Linked DNA regions of Anas platyrhynchos: region 2 is linked to region 1. A link is a contact called in public Hi-C data. All regions are on one chromosome and are shown on one strand. Each heading gives the region's core, a stretch centred on a gene start, on an enhancer-like site or on the middle of the called end of the contact. The rest is flanking DNA. Distances are from core to core; before and after follow the strand shown. Region 1 has its middle 4.0 kb from the start of BAZ1B. Region 2 overlaps MLXIPL (MLX interacting protein like).

Region 1 (2,700 bases), core at 198-2,697:
AGAAATCAGCTGTGTCCTGGATGCTCTCATGGTGCCAGGGAGGATCCAGGTACATGGGTGGGTCTGATGGACCTCACTTGGCAATGGGTGCTGAGGAGCGCAGAGCTCCTGTTATTCCCCTGTGCACATGCTGTGCCATGCAGGAGTAATTGACTTCACCGGGTAACTTAACAGCAGAAACGCAGTCACAGAGGGGGCATTCAGTTGGCTTCTCTTTCTCTCTTTATCTGATAGTCTGTATACAGTTGCTAGAAATAGTCTGTCTCTTCACTGCATTGCTACACTTGTTGTCTTTAACCTGGCATCTGTGTTTGGACTAAATTTGGTGTTGTCCTTCGTACATCAAAAGGCACATTGGTGTCCTGCTGTGCTTGGCTACATCTCAGCCCCTCCAAGATCAGCCACACCACTGTCTGCTCTGTGGTTCACCCTCTGCTCATGCTCAGCTCGGTCCCAACAAACACGCACAGTTCTCACTTGGTTCCTACATCCTGCTTTGGTACTGCCAACCCCCAGGCCTGTCCTGCCAGTGTGTGGGGCAGGACCCGCCAGGGCTTCCCCCCACTCCATACCTGGCTCCCTGCACGCATTAATAGAGCACAGAACTAATGCTGAGATAAATGAATCTCTATTATGCTAACACTTGTCCTTATTTACTTCTGCTGCCAGAACTGGGATTTAATGCCATAAATATAATGGTGAGTTTAGGAATTTCTGTTGAGGTTTCTCTTTACCTCGGTCAGGTGCTGTAGGAGCTATAGGAGTTATTTTCAAAGCAGAGTGGGATCACAGCCATTGAAAGAGGATTGCATGGTACATCCCATAAGTGTTGCTTTCCTTGCTTGCAGCTTTATCAGACCTCAGTTTCTTGGGCTGAACTTTCCTGTCCACTTCCACAGGCTGCAGGGTAAAGTGAGGATGAGAAGGAAAAATGGTGTGTAAGGAAAGCAGATGCGAGTTTGGGTTTTGCGGGGATCAGGTGCAGATCCGGACCACAGAATAGCTTGGGGTGAGGGGGCTGGACCCATGGGGAGGGGTGGGAGAAGAGCTGCGGTTCCCTGAACCCAGTGCCAGTCCAGTGCCTCTGTCCTGCCAGCACCCTCCAGCCACGGTGCAGGGCCACCCAGCTCGGCCTGGTGTCTTTCCGCCCTTCAGGAAGGTCAGAGGTGTGCAGGAAACTGCTCCAAAGAGGCAGGCAGGGATACAGCAGTGCTGAGCACCCAGGAAGCAGCCTGCTTGGCCCATCTGGCTCTCTAATTTCTGGTTGAGAGCCCAAAGACACTGCTCATGCTCTGCTTAGTGCATGGGTTAAACACAGAGCAGGCCAGATTTGCTTCCGAAGTACCCCAATGCTGTGTCTCTCTTCCTTGGGCTATACCCACCATGGCTGTGCCTTCTTGGTCACACGGCCTCTGAGTTATTCCAGGGTGGTTTTCAGGGGCTGTTGTAGACTGAGTTTCCCAGCTGCCCAGGAGATGGCAGTCTTGCATTTGGACAATGTATGCAGGCATTCCCCAGATCATGCTTGAGATTTTTTGAAGAGTGGTTTGAAGCTTGGAATAAAACCCAAGTTGTAGGTCATGTGCTTGGCTCTGCTGAGGAGAAGAGAGGGCTGTCTCTGCAGCAGGTGATGGTCCATGCTGTGAGATATAAAGTGATAAATCAGGGCAGTGAGCCATCAGCAATGAGTACAGTAGGCTCATCAGAGAATGTATTGATGGTGCAAACATCAGCAAAGGCACAGCATCCCTGTCACGGAAGTATCACCACAGAGGACCTGAAGATGGGAGGCTTGTGCAGCTTCAGTGCCTCCAAGTTTGAGGGCTTTAATCAAAGCCAGGTAAAAGCCTTATTGCAAGTACTTAGCTCACACTAAAAAGCCTTCCCAGTCAGAGCCATGGCTACTGCCATTAGCTGTTTGTGCAGGGAGTACATGATAGGAACCTTCCCTCCCTACCCTTCCTGACAGCCCAGTCCCCACCAGGAGGTGTAGGAGTTCCCTCTGCTCCACGCTCCCACCCCTCAGCCACTGTTGCACTTCCCCTTTGTCCCTGTCCTCCCTTGCCTGCACCAGCACCCCCATGTAATCCTCATCCTGTTCAGGGCTTTCTGTCCCCTTTCCAATCCAACTCAGGGGCTGCATCCTCACTCCAACTCATGTCCCATACTCATTCACCTTTCTTGCCCTTTGGTCTGGGAGAGGTGACAGTTTTTTGCTCAAAGGAAGAAGAGTGGAGATGAGCAAGAGGCACAGTTGCTGGAAGGGTGCCAGGGGCAGTCTTGGATGAACAGCCCATCACAGAGGCTGCTGGACATAACTAGCATCAGTTTGGGATCTAATTCTGGTCATCCTCCTACACTTAGGTGTATTCAGGTAGAATGGTTCCAGTTGGAAGTGATCTACAGTGATCATCAAGTCCAATTGTCAGACTACTTAGGTGCTATCACAAAGTTAAAATATATTATTACGGGCATTATCCAAATTCACAGACAGGCACAGGGCATCAATCACCTCTCTAGGAAGCTTGATCTAGAGTCTAACTACCCTTTCAGTGAAAGATTCTTTCCTAATGTTCAATGTGAACCTCCTGTAATGCAACTTTGTGTCATTCCTACCTGTCATGTTGCTAAATACCAGGCAGAAGAGACCAGCACCTCCCTGTCCACTTCCCCTCCTCAGGCAGCTGTAAAAAGCAACGT
Region 2 (2,919 bases), core at 61-2,560, 34 kb after region 1:
ACAAGAGGAATCGAATCTGCAGTGCTGGGCACCAGAAATGCCTATAAATACACACAGAGCTGCGGTGCTGGTGGCAGGGAACAGCTTGGCATGGGCACAGAGAAGGGCCAGAGGCAGCAAGGAGCTGGGTGCTGCACCTTGGGGAATGCTGAGACCCTGCCTGGCCATGCCAGAGCCCACACCATGTGCTGGCCCTGGAGGGGTAGGAGTGGCTCTGCTGTGCTCCCAGGCATTTGCCATGCCCCTGGCCTCGGTCCAGGTGGGACTGGGAACAGGGTCTGAGGAGAATGTGCTGCAGCCTCTGAGGACAGTGGGGCCATAAGGACCTGAGCACCTCAGAAGCCATTTCCATCATGAGGGCTCTGGTGCCGACAGCAGCCAACTCTGTCTTGAAACAACCTGTAGCAGTGGGCTGGGAAGAAGTGGAGTGTGAATGTTGCTGCCCATCCCTGCAAGAGACATGTAGAAAAATGCTGTCCCCAGCCTCGGGTACGTGGGCTGCAGCTCCTCTCTGCAGGGCTCATGGGGAAGGGGCAGAGTCAAGGAGAGCAGGGCACCTGCCCTGTGTCACACCAGTGTTACCCTCAGCCAACAGTGTGCTGTGCGGTATGGCACTGCTGGGATTGCCACGGCATCCCTCTCTGCTGGCATTTCTTCCTCCAGTGTAGACTCTAAAGGGTCTCAGGCCCAGAGGTTTTGCCTCTCCCAGTGAGGACACTCCAGGCACTGGAGCCTGTGCCAGAGCTCAGAGGAGTCATTGCAGGTCTCCTGGTGCCCAGAGCACAGCTGGGCAAGCTGGGCAGGCAGGGTCAGCCTGGTTGTTCTTGAACTGGCTCTGCTGTCAGCAGCATGAGGGCCTGAAGGCAGAGGTGCCCATGTCAGCTGAGGATTTGGCCCTGGGCTGGAGTTGCTCCCCAGCAGAGATATGGGTGCTTGTGTACTGGACCAGCTGCTTGGATGCAGAACCTGTGCCACAGGCTGTAGGGCAGCTGCTTGCAAGCCTGTCCAGTGCTCCTGCTCCACCTTACAGGGAAACGTACATCCAGCAGCCCCATCCCCACCCCCTAGTCATCCTCACTGGGGAAAAACCCTCCTGGTGGTCATGTTTGGTCCAGTGCTGGCACAGGCAATGGTAGCCCCAGCACAGAGCTGAAGTGTGTGTGGGGCTGATGTGCCCATGGAGCGTGTTTAACTGGGGAGGTGATTGCCCCAGGCATAACGCCAGTGCTTTGTGCCGTGGTGTCTGGGCCTGCGGAAGAAGCAGGGTTGTGGAAAGGAGACAGGAAGGGAGAGGGAGTCGCAGCAAGGTCACGGGGCTCGGCTTCGGGAAGGCCATGGGATGTGGTTAGCCACAGGCTGCACGCAAGGCAGCACCAGACCAGAGATGCAAATGCTTGCCTCAACCCCAGCAGGACTGTGTCGCATGGCTCAGGGACAGTGCGACCTGATCCTCTGAGTTATGTTGTGTTGGCAGTGAGACCAGCTCCACAGCTGCCCCACAGCCTGGGTGGCATGGTCCCAGCCACCAGGGCTGGCTCAAGAGGAGTGGGAAGGGCCCAAACCCCCAGGGAGTAGCTGGAACATGCAGCTCTCAGCTGGGTGTCAGGGACAGGGATGGGGTCCCCACCCCTTGGTGGCGTCCTTGGGTGGGTTTTCCTGTCCCAGTGCCTGTGGCAAGGCTGGGCCTAGGCGCGTGAGTTGCTTCTTCCCTCTCACCATGTGAAACTCCAGTGTTTCACAACAAGGGCACCAAATCTGCCCATGGAGCCAGCAGCTGTCATGCCCCCCCAAGGTGAAGGTGAAACAGGCAAATCTGCACCAGCACCAGGCATGGAGTCTCTCTCCAGTGTGCCCTGGGCTTGTCACCCCTCTCCAGGAGCAGCTCATGGCAGCAGGAGCACTCCTCTGGGCCCTCACTGCCCATCACCACCTCTCCACTTTGTCCCGCAGATATTTTCATCAGCCATCGGCCATTGCCTGCACAGACACAACTGGGCTACCAGGAGCCACCCTGTTTTGTGACTATGGCTGAGCCCCTCTATGTTGGCGGAGGGGCCGTGCCTACCAGCCCCAATGCCCTGCTCCCTCCCAGCACCCTTCTCCAGGTGAGCATGACCCCAGTTCATGGCCCATGGCTGCCAGTGTCCAAGCCACCCCTCCTGACATGTCCCTATTTCCCACAGCCTGGCGGTGCCTCCCAGCTCAGCCTCCATGGTGCCTTCCTCAGCTCCGAGCAACCCCCGCCACCCCTGGCCCCCGAGCCCCCTGCTGCGGTTCCTGGCAGCCTCAGCCCCCAGCTCAAACACAAGCCCTTGCTGCAGTACAACTTTCCTGGCAAGTGCGTCAGCATGGAGCCGCTTGGCCTCCCCTACACCCCCCCCAGCCCATCCCCTGGGCCCCCACTGCTGGGCCCAGAGCCCTCATTTTCCCCCACCTCCGCCCCCCGCTCCAAGTTTCCCTACACTGCCTCACCCAGCCCCTCACTCCTTGCCCACCCTGCGTCCCCACTCTCCACACCATGCTTTGCCCAGCACACCCCAGGCATAGGCTATGCTGTAGACATGGTGCCCCCAGAGTACCCTGGCCCAGCTGCCCCCCAGCACCTGCCCCACACCACACCGGGCAGCCCCAGGTTTGCCACCCCAAAAGGGCCATCCCCTGGCGGGAGCGGGCGGTCGAAGGCAAAGACTGGCAGCACCAAGGCGAAGAGGCTGCCAGGACCCTCCATACCGCCACACCTGGCTGTGCCCAACCCCTGCCTGACCCAGCTGCTGACCACAGGTGAGGGGCTGCAGGAGACCCTTGGGGGGGGTTGCAGGGTTGGGGTGAGTCAGTGGTGGGTGGGGGTGCTTGGGGGTGTTGGGAGAGGGGGGCTCTGCTTCCTCCCTGGGATTTGGATGCTGGGGATGCGGAACTGGG

The links. Hi-C and Micro-C count contacts between places; a contact is called where the count stands out from the background.
Region 2: a Hi-C map of subcutaneous adipose tissue shows a contact between it and region 1, with 1.7 times the contacts expected there. The contact joins two enhancer-like sites. A contact is called at or near these places in 3 of 8 Hi-C or Micro-C datasets (skeletal muscle and subcutaneous adipose tissue).

What each region holds. Positions count from the first base shown.
Region 1 is chr20:11,525,329-11,528,028 of IASCAAS_PekinDuck_T2T, forward strand. No RefSeq gene overlaps it. Among named protein-coding and RNA genes, the nearest start is that of BAZ1B, 4.0 kb to the left of the region's middle. Within about 2 kb of position 1,448, at least 2 of the 8 cell types and tissues checked have an H3K27ac peak or open chromatin away from gene starts, as enhancers often do.
Region 2 is chr20:11,559,676-11,562,594 of IASCAAS_PekinDuck_T2T, forward strand. It overlaps MLXIPL (MLX interacting protein like), which reads left to right. Exons shown (of 16, transcript XM_027445912.3): 8 at 1,951-2,781. Among named protein-coding and RNA genes, the nearest start is that of TBL2, 6.9 kb to the right of the region's middle. Within about 2 kb of position 1,311, at least 4 of the 8 cell types and tissues checked have an H3K27ac peak or open chromatin away from gene starts, as enhancers often do.